Regions from separate parts of the Ovis aries genome. Here region 1 is linked to region 2. A link is a contact called in public Hi-C data. All regions are on one chromosome and are shown on one strand. The core of a region is the stretch at or near the end of the contact, and the rest is flanking DNA. Distances in the headings are between cores, read along the strand shown.

Region 1 (4,594 bases), core at 1,786-4,285, 340 kb before region 2:
TGCTTTGTACCTGCGTTCTTTTGGTTTAGATACTTCCTTTGTAGATGGCATATAGTTAGTCTTAACTCTCTGAACCAGTTGTGAGTGTCATTTTGTATTTACCATTTTTGTTATCTGATGTTTCCTCACCCTTATTTGGAAATTGTATAATTTACTTTTGGTTATTCATATATAAAGTATTTCTCCTTATAATCTTTAAGTAGTTTGCTTATTCGTGGTATCAGTTTATCAACTTCATTCTCTTTTTACTCTCTAGTTGATACATTATGAGAGTTTTGTTACAGTCTGTTATCATTTATTCATGAATCCATGTTTCGACAAATACTTATCGATTTCCTGTTGCCTTCTTTGGTCATCTTGGTAATGTAGGAGGTACAGTGGTGAACAGCATAGGATAGTTTTAGCCTTTGTGGAGCTTACTTATATTCTGAAGGGGAAAATAGATGATATCACACAAAATAAAAACTGATTGCAGATGATATCACACAAAATAAAAACAGGGTGGAGCTCAGAAAAGACCACTGTGGGAAAAAAGAGGAAGAATGAGCTGGAGCCAGCCTGGTGAAGTGTTAGGACAGTGCCCATGTGTGCAGTTGTGCAGGGAGAGATCTTTCAGGTAGAAAACAGCAAACGCTGAATGACTGATTTTTTTTTTTTTGTTAACCTGGTGGTTCTTAATTATTTAATCAGGTTCAGTGGACTGTTTTTCTTACACAGACCAGAATATAAATGAAGAAGTTGTTTACATTTTTATGTAGAATTAACCATTGAATGTTATAGCTACAAGTGAACTAATGTATGATTCATTTGATTCAATAAATGTGTGATTCATTCGTTTATGAAAATACCATTCATAATTAGTATTTTCCTAAAGTGATAAAAATTCTTGGTAAAGTTCTAAAAAAATTCATACAAAGTATAGCTGTTCTGTGATATACAGAGGTTAATGATAGTATATTCATATACATTATGCACCATATATTCCTAGAAAATCAAGTGTGTACTTAACCAATATAAGAAATACTTGATATATGTAAACCACAGTTGGGTTCTAGCTCAGTTTCTTATTTTGTTGTTCAGTCGCCAAGTCGTGTCCAACTTTTCGCAGTCCCATGGACTGCAGCACACCAGGCTTCCCTGTCCCTCACCATCTCTGAGTTTGTCCAAGTTCATGTCTGTTGAATTGGTGATGCCATCTAACTATCTCACCCTCTGTCACCTCTTTCTGCCTTCAGTCTTTCCCAGCATCAAGATCTTGTCCAGTGAGTCAGCTGTTAGAATCAGGTGGCTAAGAATCAGGTGGCCAAAGTATTGGAGCTTCAGCTCAGTCCTTCCAAAGAGTATTCAAGGATGATTTCTGTTAAGATTGGCTGGTTTGATCTTGCAGTCCAAGGGACTCTCAAGAGTCTTCTCCAGCACCACAGTTTGAAAGCATCAGCTCTTTGGCTCTCTGTTTTCTTTACTATCCAGCTCTCACTTCTGTACATGACTACTGGAAAACCCGTAGGCCTTGACTATGCGGACCTTTGTTGGCAAAGAGATGTCTTTGCTTTTTAACACACTGTCATAGCTTTTGTTTTGTCATAACTTTGCTACTGAGAAGCAATAGTCTTTTAATTTCATGCCTGCAGTCACCATCCGCAGTGATTTTGGATCTCAAGAAGAGGAAATCTGTCACTTTTCCCCTTCTATTTACCATGAAGTGTGCCATGATCAGGGGCTTCCCTGGTGGTGCAGAGGTTAAAGCGTCTGCTTGCAATGTGGGAGACCTGGGTTCGATCCCTGGTTCCAGAAGATCCCCTGGAGAAGGAAATGGCAACCCACTCCAGTATTCTTGCCTGGAGAATCCCATGGACGGAGGAGCTTGGTGGGCTACAGTCCACGGGTCGCAAAGAGTCGGACACGACTGAGCGACATGATCTTAGTTTTTTTAACATTGAGTTTTAAGCTGACTTTTTCACACTCTTCTTTGACCCTTGTTAAGAAGCTCTTTAGTTCCTCTTTGCTTTTTGCCGTTAGAGTGGTATCATCTTTTATTAGTTATTAGTGGTGTTATCAGTTTATTATAAATTTATATTTATCATTAATCTGTGTACTTTTTACTAAAGATGATTGGGAGGAAGCATGATTTTTCAACCTTGGCAGTGTTGACATTTGGAGCTGGATACTTTTTTTGGAGTCACGGCTGTCACAGTGCATTGTGGGACGATTAGCAGCATCACAGGCTGCTCTCGGTGCCAGTAGCAGACTTTCCCCCACAGTGTGAGTCCCCAAAATGTATCTAGACATCACCACTGGTTCCCTGGAGAGTGGAATTGCCCGGGTTATATTAAAGGTATAGTTTACATTTATAAAACAGAAATGCTACAGTATGTTGTCTTCAAGCTTCTTTTCATGTGTTCTTCAGCACATTCAGTGATAGCAAATATAGCAAAGTGAATAAGATTTCTGTCCTTGAGCCCAGGCAGAAGGAGGAATGACACGGGTACACATATGGTGCAACATGCCACACAGCATGTCACTGTGGTGTTCATAACCGTGCTGTAGAGCCCTGGGGGTCACAGCTACCACAGGAAGCTCAGGGCTGAGATGCCCATTAGTTGAAAGTGTTGGTGTTGCCTAAATCACTTAATTTTAAAAACTGAGGTTTTCTGTTATTGACTTACATTATGTGTTTCCAGAGAAGATCTATTGAAAAGTGATGCATATTTTAACATCTGTCTTTCTCTGTGTCCATCTGTCTCTTCTTTTGTGTTTTGTTTCTCAAAATGTTTTGTTTTGTGCTGATGAGGCTGTTTGTTCTAGCCCACTAGGTGGCAGTCTTAGCTGTAGAGAGGACATCTTGAGTGGGCAAGCTTTCCAGTCACACTGAAGACTCACCCTTCGTTCGTTCTGTGATAGAAGCAGACGTCCAAAAATGAGACATAGCATAAGTACGGAGAGAGTCTGTTGTGTGGTAATTTAAAACATTAAATAGATAAGTGAATCCAGAGTAGTTGAACCTTGGTATGTGTTTTATTTCACAAAGGTGCCTATTTCCTTAAGTCAGAATCTTACTAATTTAGCGGCAGTATAAATGCAGAGGTCCAGAGGGTGGGCTGAGTAATTGATCTGTTGGTATAAATCTTGGCTCTGCTGCTTACTAGCGAAGACAAGATGCTCTGTCTGAGATTTCTTATCTGTTGGGTTGGCCAGAAAGTTTGTTTGGATTTTCTGCAAGATGCTATGGAAAAACTTGAATGATCTTTTCAGCCAATCCAGTATAAAATAGGAATAATGGTGTCTGTTCATTTGTGGTCCTTATGAGGTTTAAATGAGTAAATATAAATAAAAATGCTTAGAGCTTGGAATGGAACCTGACACATAGTAAGAATAATAGTAACATCAGGCTGGCTACTATTAGCAGCATTAAAAATATAAAGTAGTACCAAAATCCTTGGTTTAATCTTCACTCAGTGAATCTGTGGCTTGGCAGTTGGTTAGTGAAGCGAGTGAAAGTCGCTCAGTCGTGTCTGATTCTTTGCAACTCCATGGACTATATAGTTCATGGAATTCTCCAGGTCAGAATACTGGAGTGGGTAGCCTTTCCCTTCTCCAGCAGATCTTCCCAACCGAGGTCTCCTGTATTGCGGGCAGATTCTTTACCAACTGAGCCAAAAGGGAAGCCCAAGAATACCGGAGTTGGTAGCCTATCCCTTTTCCAGTGGATCTTCCTGACCCAGTAATTGAAGTAGGATCTCCTGCATTGCAGGCGAATTCTTTACCAACTGAGCTATACAGATAGCAAAGAAACCAAGTCAGTTTAGCAGTTAGTTGGAATTGCTGATCTGTGGCAGTGAGGTAATGTTAGGTGGTGTTCCTTGGAGGAAGTCTGATGACAATCTGGTTGTTCCTTCTGATTGCCAGTAAATTGTTTTTTTTCTGCCTGGAAGCTTCAGCAATTTCAGCTTTATCCTTAGAATCCAGGACTCCTCCCAGTGGCTAGCCACTCTGCCTGGGGCCCTGATGCTGTCTTAGTTCATTTCCTAATAGCTATATGGTATTCCAGATATGACCATACTTTAAAAGATTTTTTCTGATGTTCCACAGAGAAAAATTTAATTTTTTTGCTATATGCTATTGTAAGCTTTATAAATAATGCTCAATCCTTCTATATAAATATATTGTATGTACACTTTGCCTAGTTATCTTATTTTGTTTTCTTAAAGTATAATTGATGGGACAAAAAAAAGATAAGGCATACTTGAAAAAATTTCAGTAGCCTGCCTAATGCCCAACCTATTTTAGGAGACCAGTCTTTATGCAGAGGTTTCCATTTCTTGACCTTCACCAATACTGGATGTTTTTAGTTGACTTTGCCAGCCTTCCAGAACATAAAGATTATCTTGATTTTAATTTTTCTTTCATTGATTTTAATAAAATTTATACCAGTTTATTTCATTTTAGTTTTTGCACCTATGACAGAAAATCTGAGCATTTTCTGTCCCTACATACATTAAAAAGTAATTAAATTTGGAATCCTGTGAGATTCTGTCTCTATTTTAGGCCCTGCCTTCCAGTGTTCATTTTAAGTATTTATGCAGCTGTAATACAT
Region 2 (4,566 bases), core at 1,410-3,909:
AGGACTTGCCTCGTTATATGTGAACCAGATTTCAGCTTAGGCTCGTCCCTCACTGGCACCTTTGGGCAGTGCACAGCTTGCACAGCTGTACGGGGAAGCCCTGGCGTCAGCTACTGTGCACTCCCCACTGCCTGATTCAGCCTGATCTCAGTAAACACTTATCGATTGAATACGTGCATAAATTGATGACCTACTGAGTAACACTACTAGGTGTGCCAGTCCACTCACTCTCACAAGCACGGTTTTGAACCCACTCTACTCTCCTCAGATTGCCTCACTCAGGAAGTGATCTTGCTTCTACCATACAGAGACACAGAAATGGGGACAGCGACAGCCACCTCTTCTTCCCAGCACCAAATGAAAGCCTGTCTTTTCCTTTCTCGTCCTCTCATTATGGCAGGGATGACAACCCTCCCATGAAAGCGCAGTCCTTCAATCCTGCCTTGAATCTTGGCCAAGAGCCCTTCAGAGGAACATAAATCTCTCTCCTGTTCTCACCTTTGGCTTCTGGATCTTTCCTATTGATTTCATAACGCACACAAGTAATTTCCAATAAGAACAGACAACAGGCACACACACATACCTTTGCTACGTTATCTCCACTCACAGTCTCACAAGTCAAACGGTTGGGTCACATTCTCACACCGGCTGCCAGGAGCCCACCCACGTACAGTGACAGAAAGTTTGGGATCTGAGCGTGGCTCTTGGACTGGGAAGTACCTCCAAAGCAACTACTTTGCAGAGTAAAATCCAAGTTCCTTAGTTTGGAGTAGGAAGCCTAGCATGATCTGATTCTAGTCTATTTTTCCATTTTCTCTCCTGCCTCCCTTCCCCATACACATACTCACGCCCCATAACCAATGTACCACTATAGCTGGCCTCTCTATGACTACAAGTCTCTATAGGCGCTGTTCACATTCTAGAATGTTCTTCCTCCTTTCCTACCCGAACAGTCTCAAGAGACTAACTCAGATGTCATATCTTCTTGAGTGGGAAATAAACTGGATTTTAAGTTTCATTTCACTGAATTTTATCCTCAGTTGTCATTGTAGTCATTATCATTTCTCCTGGGCAGAAATAGGTATGTCTCACGAATATGGACAGAGGAGCCTGGTGGGCTACAGTCCACGGGGTCGCAAAGAGTCGGACACGACTGAGCGACTTCACTTCACTTCTTCATGAATATGAAACATGCATGGTAAACTGCTATTAGTCACCACAAATTCCCATGAACTAGCATTCCTAAACCCTGACAGTACAATTACTATTGACAGCAAAGTAGAACATACACAAACTGTTTCAAGAATCTATTTAGGTTGAGGGCTTCCCTGGCAATCCAGTAGTTAAGACTCTGAGCTTCCAGTGCAGGGACCACAGGTTCCATTCCTGGTCAGGGAACTAAGATACCACATGCTGCAGAGCTCTGCTGAAAAAATTTTTTTTAAGTTTAAAGAAAAGTAAAGTTAGGTTATATGAAAAAAGACATGCTTTTGACCAGACTGGTAGTTGCAAGTTATTGCTAGCTGGGCGTGCTGCTGCTTAGTTAAAGACTACATTTCCTAGCCTTCCTTGCAGCTAGATGTGGCCGCAGGACTAGGTCCCTGCCCCGGAATGTGAGTAAAAGGGTAGGTGCAACTTCTGTGTTTGCTGCTTGAAAGGGAATTGCCTACCCTCCTCTTTTTCTCTTTTCCTTTCATAGGTTGAAGCATGGATATGGTTATGACCCAGCAGTGCCTGTGCAGTTAAGGATAATATCCTTACCAGTCCATCCTAAAGGAAATCAGTCCTGAACATTCATTGGAAGGACTGATGTTGAAGCTGAAACTGCAATACTTTGGCCACCTGATGCGAAGAACTGACTCATTTGAAAAGACCCTGATGCTGGGAAAGATTGAAGGGGGAGGAGAAGGGGATGACAGAGGTTGAGATGGCTGGATGGCATCACCGACTCAATGGACACGAGTTTGAGTAAACCCCGGTAGTTGGTGATGGAGAGGGAGGCCTGGCGTGCTGCAGTCCATGGGGTCGCAAAGAGTTGGACACAACTGAGCGACTAAACTGAACTAAGGATAATATCCTACAGATGATGACACACAACAGGATGAGAAGAAGCCAGAACCCCAGCTGACCCACCAATCTGGACCACTCTGGTCTCTGGTGTGAGAAATAAATTAATTTAAGCCACTATGTATGTGTGTGTAGATAGACGTCTCTTTAACATAGCAGCTTAACCCTACATTGCTTTCTGAGGTGGAGTAGGCAGAGAGCTTCTCCAAAGCAGAGATGAAATCTCTGTCATCTTTTTATCTCCAGCCCCCAGCAAATCACCTGATTTAAAAAAAAAAAAAAAAATTCAATAAGCCTTTCCTGATTGATTGAATGGATGCCTGAACTGGTAAGAACTAAAGCCATAAAAAGTGAATTGGATTAAATCTGAAGAGCCTGGGATGTCCTGGTTAGGAATTTGGACTTTACATAGCCCACATTAAGGGTCCATGGAAAGTTTTCAGAGAAAAAGAATTTCACGTGTTCTGGCTTCTCAGAATTGTGTTAGCTGGCGACACCTGCTGGCCACTTGGAACCCCGCAGCCTTGCGCAGGCTGCGACTCCAGGGAAGAAGAGATGAAGTTGTTAAACACTGTTTAAAGTTACAAATGGGAAGACAGCGACCTTGTGATAAATAAGAAAAGTTGGGAACTACTCTGGGCCAGTCATTGTGATGGGTGCTGTAGGAGGGAGGCAGAAAACTTTAGACATGGTTCTTGGTGTGGAAATTTAAGGTGCATTTTTTTTTTTTAAACGTTTCTGTCCTTTACTCTCGATAAGCTTCTAAAAAATACCTGTTCAAGAGCTGGTCCAACTGACACAACAGCTGGCCCAGACAGGGTGACACCTGAAGAGTCTGATGGCCCAGCTGGACCCCTTCTTTGAGCGGTGACTCGCCTGGCTGGAGCCCAACAGGAGCTTTTCTGCACATAAAACTACAAGGTCATCTACCAGCTGCAGCAAGACAGCAAGCCAAACAAGAGTGGAGGTTCTGCACCCAGAGGCCAGCATACCATTTCCTGAGGACCTGTGTATAGAAGAAGAGGCTGGTGACAGTCAGGCCTGGGAGGAGCCCCTAATCGGAGGCAGGGACAAGGAACCTCGCGACCCCTAAAGAAATGGAGAAGGGGTTACAGAGAAGATGCAGCTGGGTGCCCAGTCACAGCCCCCCGCTGGGAAGGAAGGACAACAGCCGACTTTTTGGTAAAATGGTCTGTTATTGTCGGGGCGGGGAAGCCTCTTGTGCCCTTTCCTGCCTCTTGTCTTTCTTTCTTGTCTATTTGCATGGGCTTACACTTTCCTCGGAGCCTCCCTGGTGGCTCAGAGGTTAAAACGTCTGCCTGCAATGCAGGAGACCTGGGTTTGATCCCTGGGTCAGGAAGATCCCCTGGAGAAGGACATGGCAACCCACTCCAGTATTCTTGCCTGGAGAATGCCATGGACAGAGGAGCCTGGAGGGCTACAGTAAATGGGATTGCAAAGTCGGACACGACTGAGCGACTAACACACACGCGCACACACACACACACACGCGCGTGCGCACACTTTTCTCATTTCTATTAAAGGAGTAAGTTATTTGAGCCAGCTTGTGATTTTGATTAAAACAAAACAAAACAAGGAACCACAACCAAACCAAACAAAAAGCCCACAGTGTCATAAGAGATTAGCCGTTTTCTCAGATGAGACAGTACTCTGAGGTTTTTGGCTGGACACACAGGGGAGATTTTTCTCAATTTTGTTTTGAGAGAAGATGTTCTATTCCTAAAAACCAGTCTGATCACCCCTAAGGACGCCGTGTAGCCCCTGCAATGGTCCTTTGCCCTTTAACTTCTGCCTCCAGGAAGGACACTCAGAGAAACTTTCTGATCCCTTTTAGCAACGGGATAAGACCATGTACTTCTCTGTGACAATATACCTGAGTTTTAAAAGTCTTTTCAATTTCATATTTTTGTAAGCCATCACAGATTTCTAATACAACATATGACTAAACTTAAGATGAATGCCCAGATAAAAAGTGCTTCGGGAATCACAGGAAGGGAGATGGATGTAAGATGATGAGGCCTTTAGGAGAGGGTCTGTGCGTGGAGGAGAGCGGGCATTTGGTTAAGCCTTGGAGGGAAAACAGTTCATAGTAGGCTCCATTCCTATCCCTTCTCCCACCCTTTCCTTAAAACTCTTCTCCTGGCCTCTGCAAATGACAAAAGAACTCATTTTTGAGATGATTTTTAAAACCCTTGATGAACTGGTAACTGGCCACCCCCACTCCCCACGCAAGTCTGTCTAACCAGGCACCAGCGTTCCCTCCACCAGCCTCCATCGGAGAGCCCAGCTGCGTGAGTGTCTAAACTAAAGGGACTCAGCACTACTGGAAGCAGGAGTCCCTGCCTGGACTGTGCAGAGTTGGCTTTTTTGGGGGAAGGGGGAGTATGGGGTGGGAGGATTCCTACAATGAATTAAATTACAAATAGCACGCAGCTGCAGCAGGAAGGGGCCTGTGTTTTCTGCCAAAGGATTGTAACC

Evidence for each region. Hi-C and Micro-C count contacts between places; a contact is called where the count stands out from the background.
Region 1: a contact with region 2 is called in a Hi-C map of tail adipose tissue, with 6 times the contacts expected there. The contact joins two enhancer-like sites. A contact is called at or near these places in 10 of 16 Hi-C or Micro-C datasets (blood, hypothalamus, liver and 6 more).

Annotation. Positions count from the first base shown.
Region 1 is chr26:25,854,677-25,859,270 of ARS-UI_Ramb_v3.0, reverse strand. The region is part of intron 6 of GTF2E2 (general transcription factor IIE subunit 2); the gene reads left to right. Among named protein-coding and RNA genes, the nearest start is that of SMIM18, 52 kb to the left of the region's middle. Within about 2 kb of position 3,035, at least 6 of the 54 cell types and tissues checked have an H3K27ac peak or open chromatin away from gene starts, as enhancers often do.
Region 2 is chr26:25,509,589-25,514,154 of ARS-UI_Ramb_v3.0, reverse strand. No RefSeq gene overlaps it. Among named protein-coding and RNA genes, the nearest start is that of DCTN6, 53 kb to the right of the region's middle. Within about 2 kb of position 2,659, at least 5 of the 54 cell types and tissues checked have an H3K27ac peak or open chromatin away from gene starts, as enhancers often do.